Regions from separate parts of the Zea mays genome. Here all the other regions are linked to region 1. The links are chromatin contacts, called in public Hi-C maps. All regions are on one chromosome and are shown on one strand. Each heading gives the region's core, a stretch centred on a gene start, on an enhancer-like site or on the middle of the called end of the contact. The rest is flanking DNA. Distances are from core to core; before and after follow the strand shown.

Region 1 (2,700 bases), core at 79-2,578:
GCAACTGACTGTGTTTACCTTCTGTTTGGAGCAAGTCTCTTTTCACAGAAATCGTTTGTTCACAGAAATAGAAATTATAACAGAAACAAAAAACTAGCTGGGTTTACTTGGTTGTGTTTACTTGGTTGTTCACAAACTCCGTTAACAAAAATTCTTAGTCTGTGTTCACAAATTCTGTTAACAGAAACAAAAACTAGCTGGGTTCACAAATTCTGTTAACAGAAACATAAACAGATTCTTGGTCTATGTTTACTTGGTTGTTCATAAATTCTGACACAGCAGCTTGCTGTTAACAGAAACATAAACAGATGACTTTTGTCACAGTTTCAGTCACAGCAGCTTGGCTGAACTGCTTTTGTCATGGTTTCAGTCACAACAGCTTGGCTGAACTGATTTTTGTCTAATGTCGTGGATAGAATATAAACTATCTAAGTTGTTTACAAAACATATGCCATTGAGGACAAACTACACAGTTCCACAAGACATATTACATAAGGTTCCACGAGACATATTACATAAGGTTCCACATGATAAGTGCAAACAAGTTAACTCAACCGATGGTTGTCCTTTTCACATACATTTATACATAGGCATAATCTAAACCCTCTCACAAACAAATATCTCATATACACTCGTTCATATGTGATAGATGGCGATCATTGATCTCATCCGAGTCTAGATAACTATCTTCATCATAAACCCAGTCATCATTACAGTCACCATCAACATCACCATCGCATTGGAAACCATCGTATAAGCCAAGGGCTTCATAGTCTTCAAGTAGAGGTTGTGGACCAATAAAAACTTCCTCCAGATCCGTGCTCACAGTGTCTAGACCTTCTGCAATTTCATTAACAGCACCGCCAATTTCATGGAGGGGACGAGACTCGGAGGGGAAACGAGCGAGTGCCGACGAGGAGGAGCAAACGACGGAAACGAGCGAGTGCCGACGAACTCAGCGTCGCCAGAAACAAGCGCCGCGAGGAGCAATGGAGGAGAGAAACTGGTTGATCCGTTTTGTGGAATGGGTCAGAGAAACTCTGACGTAACACTGTCCAGGTAAACGAACAATACACAGGTAGAGGGATCAAAGCGCGTTTAAGTACCAAAAGACCAAGACGAAATATGTTATAATACTATAATCTCAATCGACACATTCGGGATACTAACTTTTAGAAGCCCACTAAGGGCTTGTTTGGTTCTACCCCAATCCATATGGATTGAGGGGGATTGAGGGGGTTTTAATCCCTAGTAAGTCAAAATCTCCTCCAATCCGTATCAATCCCCTCCAATCCATATGGATTGAAAATAACCGAACAAACCCTAATGGGAGCTTCTTGGTTCAAAAAAAAAAAACTCAACCCAAACCCCCAACCTATTCGAGCGACGAAACTGGAAAAAAGCACGCGACGACGCGACGGTGAAGGGGAAGTGTGAAGGGAAGCAGAAGCGAGACAAATCCCCACCCGGCTCCAAACCCTAGCCACCTCCCCCGTCCCCCCCTTTTCGTCCCCCAGATCTCGCTGGCGTCTGCTCCGCCTCGCTTCGATGTGACCCCACCCTAGGGTTTGAGACGGTGTTGCGGTGTGTGCGTGTGTCGCGGCGATTCGCGACGCGAGTAGGATTCGAGGTGTCGGCGGCGGTGCGAGCGCAAATGAAGGACCCGGCGCACCGCACGAAGGTGGTGCTCCGGCGGCTGCCGCCGGCGATCGCGCAGCAGGCCGTCGTGGACCAGGTCGATGCGCGCTTCGCTGGGCGGTACGACTGGGCCTGCTTCCGTCCCGGCAATGCCAGGTCCGCGCTCTCTGTGCTTCAAGTGCTTGTGGCGTTGCTGTGGGAGGGTGGTACTATCCTGTTTAACCTATGAACCGTGGTAGGAAGCTATTATTACGTTCCGTTTGCTAGTTGTTGTGTACCCACATCGCAAGCAATTAGCCAGTTCATCCGTGTATTATGGAGGTAGAGCCGTGAGATTAGTTACCGAGTTGTCCAATTTTACCTTTCTCTGATTGTGGTGACCTAATTATTTTCTCTGTCTTGCAATGGCCTGGGAGAGATTCTGAGTTATCTGAATTACAATTAAAGTCTGTTCAAAGTCTAAATTTATTTGCTTTAGCATTGATTGCTACTGAAGTGTTAACTAGAACATAGAACTAGTGGATTGCCTTCTTAGCTGTTTCTCTCTGTTGATTGTATTGCACAATCTGTATCTGACCTACCTGTGCTTTTGATAGAGTTTAAAAGAGCTAAAATCATTGGTTAAGGCAGCAGATTTATTGATTATGGCAGATTCATTTTTTCATTCTATCTTTGTTGCTTCTGGAGTCTGGACTCATGTTTTCATCTTTAGTTGTAGAGAAAGTTGCTGAGAAGAATTAAATCCATCTGATAGTTTAGAACTACCTTTACACATTCAACTTTCTTTGCTTTGCAGTAATTGATTACTGGTTAGTGATTTTCTCTGGCCGTTTTATATATTAGTTTAATGTTACAGGGACTTGTATCTGAGTTTTTTGCTATTATAATATTGATTTTGTGGGGCTTCTCTCCTTTAGTACTCTCAATTTGATCTTCTCTGTAATAGTATTTATAAGTTGATTCATCCTTCAAAATAGTACTCCAACCGCTTTTAATCATTTTCTTTTTTATTTCTCACCGTTGACCATATTGTATCTCTCTATTTTCTTCTCTCCTAGCTCC
Region 2 (2,700 bases), core at 111-2,610, 590 kb before region 1:
TTGAAAACAAAAGATGGTGCCTGTCTTCCTAATGTGATGAATCGCATGTCCTTTTTTGTGATGATGATTCGATCCCATACATTTTATATTTATGTTTCTACTAAGGTGCATCCAATTTAGCCAAGATACGATATTCTGTAGCATAAGGTAAGATGTACACATTTTTGCACTACCTGTTGTTATATACATAAGGATATGTATAATTGTTCAGGCAACCATAATCTTTAAGACAATACCGTGTTAACCAGATACTCTATAGTAATAGACAAGCGACTATGTGAATATAGTAGTCTAAAGAGTATTCAATTGTTGAATGATATGTGTTCATATGTAATACAATAGACGATACCTCTATAGTGCGAAAGTTGTCTAAGGGCTAGTTTAGAAACCTAATTTTTTCCAAGGGTTTTATATCTTTCAAGAGAAATTAGTTATTTTTTACTGGAAAAATAGAGTTTCCAAACTAACACTAAGAAAGTTTTTTCTCATACTTACTAGACGATGTCTTTGTAATTTTCTTTCAGGTTAGATAAAATTATACGTGATACCTCTCCTAAACTATTAATATCACCTAAACCTCTATACACGCCATAAAGGGTGCTACCGAGTGAGGAGGCAAACATTGGAACATTAATCTTAATGTACTTTCTCTGTTCCAAATATCGTTCACGCTTTTTGAGAAGTAAATATTTTTAACTTTGACCAAATATATACTCTCTACTTGACTTTTCCCCAAAATTGTAATCATTCGGCTTACTAAAAAACATGACATATCATTTATTTTGTTATAATTTATTTTATCAAGCGTGACTTAACATTTTACATTTCAAATAAAATGAGTGATTAATCTTTTGAAAAAATCAACCGCGTAATATACTTGTGAATAGATGGAGTATAAAACATTAATATTTATAATATATAACTAGTAGATAGACCGTTGAATTTAATTTTATAATAAACTTATTTTTAGATACAAATATTGCTAATTAATTTAAGAAAGTTTTACCGGTATAAATACCATAGCTACACTTATTTTCTCTGTATGTAATAATGTCACTTCAATTATTTTTATTTATTCGAGTCGGCAATACTTTGCTTTTCAGGAGCTGCCACTGCCACAGTGGTACGTGTACGTCTAGCATTTTGCTTCCCATCAGGATGGCCACATGCCTCGTTATGCAAATCCCAGCTGCAGCACATATTGTGCTTCCATCTCTAACAGGCCCCGAAGTCCTCAAGAATTACTCCAAAGCACAAAGCCAATCGGCAACGGGCCAACCGCTGGCAGCACAAACAGAACAGGGAGTCAATTACGGAACAACTGACGCCCTTATCTGTAAAATCAGATGTAAAGTAACGCAAAACCGCCCCCGGTTAAAAATTCCGAACGCATCACGCAATCGAGAAAAACACAAACCGAAAAACCTCCTCTACAGTCCCATCTAGGCGCCCCTCCTCGGCTCCGATCCAGTTTCGCCGGCGGCCATGTCGCAGCCGGCGGCGACGGTGGCCGCGGCGGCGCAGCCGCAGGGTCGCGGCCCCGCGGGGCGCCAGGGCGGCCTGGGGCAGAGCATCGCAGGCATCGTGCGGATGGCGGTGTTCTGGTACTTTGCGTCCAAGTTCTTCGGGCCCAAGCGCCCACCCGCGGACCCCGGGATGCTCATGTCCAACCTCTTCCAGAAGGGCGAGCCAATGGTGAGAACGTCCTCGGCCATCTTGCGAGATTTCGGTTCGAAGATGCGTCTTAGGTCGATCGCGGCTTGCTCGTCAGTGGGTTTAGGTTCTGTAGTGCGGGTAGTTTGGTTATGTTTGTTCTGATGTCAAGGTAATTTTAGGATTTAATTGTCTGACCTTTCCTTTGGTTGCTGTGATCCGGAAGCTGTAGTTGTTAGGGGCACTCATGGGTGCTGTTCGCAAGAGGAATTGACTACTTAGCGGACGCAGAAGCGTTTGTTTTTACTTGTTCGAGTGCAAGGGAGATATTTTCAGGCCTAGTGATCACCTCATATTGGTGTTCTGCATCACCAACATTCCTTTTATTGTGATAAAAAAGGATAGCGCTTTGGGTGTGTTAATTGGATCTCAGGAGGCTAAGCTGATTGTTGCTAATGATTTTTTCAGAAATAGTATAAACCCTAGAAGTTTTGTGAACTTTGGTCATGACATGCTGCTGCTGAATTCAGCAAGTTGTGTGAACATGTAGGTGCAGTGCTATTGGTGACTTTATGTTTAGAACTTTTGTAGTGTTTAAGCTAGGGTTTTGACTTTTGAATAATCTATTTGGGACAGAGGAGGGGTTGTTCGTTATGTTTATGCTGGAATGGAAATATCTCCTAGTTGTTTAGATTAGGTTTGGTGTGTTCAAGGTTGGCTGTTGGATTCAGTTTTCAAACTCTGTAATTGTACCATGTGGATTTTGTTGCTGTAGTATCAGCATATTCGACAAAATGTATAGTGCAGAGTTCATTCGTTAGGCCTTCCCTGGGCCAGTAGCCATTTTTGAATTTCTATAAACACCAAGTGCATTGTGGCTATTTTGCTGCAGGATATGTGGATGTATTTGTCAGAGAACGAGAAGTTCAACGATTTTGCTAATGAGGATGCACTTATTTGGCACGAGGCAAACATACCATATGCAGTCTGGGGACCTACCAGTACTAGAACACGGTCATTAACGTACTATCCGTCAGAGGTAGGCTA
Region 3 (2,700 bases), core at 145-2,644, 590 kb after region 1:
CATTGCAAGATAGCCGATTTCGGTATCTCTCGGCTATTCACAGGCGACGTGAAGGATTACCCGTCGGGGGGTTCTGAGCCTCCGGAAGGGTCTTTTCCCTACGCAGATCCGGAGTACATGAGAAGCAAAGTGTTGACACCCAAGTCTGACGTATACTGCTTCGGAACCGTGATACTCCAGCTACTGACCGGAAGACAGGAGCCTGCACGGCGGCTTGCTGGTGAAGTAAGGTGTGCCATGGCTTGTGGCAAGCTATCGTCAATTCTCGACCCTGCTGCTGGGCATTGGCCTATGGAGGTGGCCGGAAGGCTAGCGGAACTGGGCCTGAGGTGCAGTGAGGACAGAAGCCGGGATCGCCCAGACCTGACTGCTGAGACCGTACGAGAGCTGGAACAGCTACACTTGACGAGGGAGGAGGAACAAGCACCCTCCTCTTTCCTGTGCCCGATTATGCAGGCAAGTACCATCGTCTTGCACCATTGTTAACTAGGGAAACGGGTATGGGGGTTGGATCGATGTGAATTGTGATGATGACAAGAAACTCGGTGCGTTTCTTTTATTCTTTCCCTCTTCTGTTTTGGCTTGCAGGAGATAATGCATGATCCTCAGGTGTGCGCTGCTGATGGGGTGACCTACGAAGGGCGGGCGATCCGTGAGCGGATGGAGTTGGAGACTGGGCAGGGGACAGCGCCTCTGAACAACCTGAAACTGGAGCATCTCAGTCTCACACCTAACCACGCCCTTCGGTTCGCTATCCAGGATTGGCTTCGTCGCTCTCGCCGATGAAACTTTTTGCCTGGCGTTTCTTTTGGGTTTTCGACCTGTACAGATTTCACGTGTAAAGGGGTATAGCATATCTGCATATGAATAATTTGAATAGCTGTTCTAAGGTTTTGTCTGTACTTCATGAAATGTATCAGGATGCATGTACGCGGCAATGCAGCTTCAGGATCGATCGCATAAATCTTAAAATAATACTGTCTATGCCATGTCCAACCATCTCTCTAATCTCATCTTTTATTTTAAAATTTCTCTCTATAAATAATACTGTCTATGCCATGTGTTGGATGTGGCTACAGTGGACAAATGTTACAAACTCATAAAGTCCACATGAGAAACTGGGAACTCAGAGATAAGATGTTACACTGTAAGGTCTACAACTCTACATGGAGAGGTATATGGTAGGGAAAAATGTGAAGTGGAAGTTAGTTATTTTTGTGTTATGGCTGTGTTTTCTGAAAATGATAATTAGTGACGTGGTAGTTAGCTATGGATTTAAAAAAACGAAGGAATTCCAAAAGTGATTTAAAACAAGGAATAATTGGATCTATACCATTAAAAGATCCAATCTTTAGATATATACCATGGACCCCACATGTCATTGACTCATGTGGACCCACATGTAAGTGAGATAGTAATGGTATGGATCCAAAGTGGTGATCTTTTAATGGTATGGATCCAAATTTCCCTTAAAACAAACAACACAGTTTCCCGAATCATTGTTTTGGGCCTTGGTGGGCTCTCTACTTTCTGCCTTCCGGCGGTTTCCTTTCATCCTCGTGTTGACCTAGCCAATTTCTTCGACCGAACGAAAACACAGCCGTCGTCGCCGTCCCGCCCGCCCACGGCCGCCGCCGCCGCCAGCTGCCGTTTCCCAAAAGCGAGCGAACGGCAAACCAAATAAAAACTCCTCGAACTACCGGCTTCTACTAAAACCCTCGACGTCGGCAGCGCGGCGTCGGCGAGATGAAGAACCTGCGCCTTGTGACGAGGCTCCCGCAGCAGCTCCAGCTCCAGATAGACGGCGAAACCCTCGTCGCCTCCGCCATCGACGCAGAGAGCCGCCGCGCTTTCTTCGCTTCCTCCGCCAACTTCATCTACACCGTCTCACTGCCCTCGTCCTCCACCCAGGAACAGGTCTCCAATTCCACCCCATCCCCTGCTGATCAAGACGAGTTTTTTTTTCCTTGCTTCTTTGTTTCTTTCACTGTGTCTACGCTAGAAAGCCAGCAAGCAACACTTACTAAAATATTGCTGTATTCTTGTATAGCCAATGGTTTAATTTTTTCAGTCCAGGAAAAAAAGTTCGCTATGCCAACAACTTCATCTTGTAGCTTTCCAGGTTGTGCTGACTATCTTGCTTTCGTACCACTTCTGCAGCAACTACTGCAATGGAGCAAAACTGCTACTCAACACTCTGACATGGAGGAGGTTGTTCTTGATCCTGGAGATCGCATTGTTGCCATGGATTATCTTATGGAGAGGGAGTCTCTACTCCTTGGGTCGTCAGATGGTTGTCTTCTCTTATATAACGTGGAGGAGAAAACAACTGAAGTTGTCGGAAGACTGGAAGGTGGTGTCAACACCATTGCCTCTAGCCCCGATGGGGCCCTTCTCTCTGTCACCACTGGACTCGGCCAACTGCTTGTCATCACACAGGACTGGGAAGTGCTGTTTGAGACTTCACTTGACCCTCAAGTATGTTTAATATACTAAAGTCTTACTGAATATACACGTTCTTTTTGTGTGTGTTTGTGTTCTCTCCCAATTCTAAACATCCTTCTTCTCAGGACGAGACCATTGACAACACAGACAGTACCGGTGGTCAGAGTCGAAGTGCAATTTCTTGGCGAGGGGATGGGAAGTATTTCGCTACACTTGTAGCCCCTGAGAGCTTTTCTAGCCCTACAAAACTTAATG

The links. A called contact is a pair of places that touch in the nucleus more often than the background predicts.
Region 2: a contact with region 1 is called in a Hi-C map of leaf, with 5 times the contacts expected there. The contact joins the promoter of LOC100381598 here to the promoter of LOC103646424 in region 1. A contact is called at or near these places in 2 of 25 Hi-C or Micro-C datasets (bundle sheath and leaf).
Region 3: a contact with region 1 is called in a Hi-C map of leaf, with 7 times the contacts expected there. The contact joins the promoter of LOC100193043 here to the promoter of LOC103646424 in region 1. A contact is called at or near these places in 2 of 25 Hi-C or Micro-C datasets (endosperm and leaf).

What each region holds. Positions count from the first base shown.
Region 1 is chr2:50,019,447-50,022,146 of Zm-B73-REFERENCE-NAM-5.0, forward strand. It overlaps LOC103646424 (regulator of nonsense transcripts UPF3), which reads left to right and starts at 1,329. Exons shown (of 13, transcript XM_008671161.4): 1 at 1,329-1,794. The coding sequence starts at 1,655.
Region 2 is chr2:49,433,607-49,436,306 of Zm-B73-REFERENCE-NAM-5.0, forward strand. LOC100381598 reads left to right here and starts at 1,361. Exons shown (of 12, transcript NM_001329499.1): 1 at 1,361-1,695; 2 at 2,546-2,692. The coding sequence starts at 1,486.
Region 3 is chr2:50,612,059-50,614,758 of Zm-B73-REFERENCE-NAM-5.0, forward strand. LOC100193043 reads left to right here and starts at 1,395. Exons shown (of 5, transcript NM_001357854.2): 1 at 1,395-1,917; 2 at 2,161-2,478; 3 at 2,571-2,700. The coding sequence starts at 1,747. LOC103646429 reads left to right here. Exons shown (of 7, transcript XM_008671166.4): 6 at 1-456; 7 at 589-982. The coding sequence ends at 786.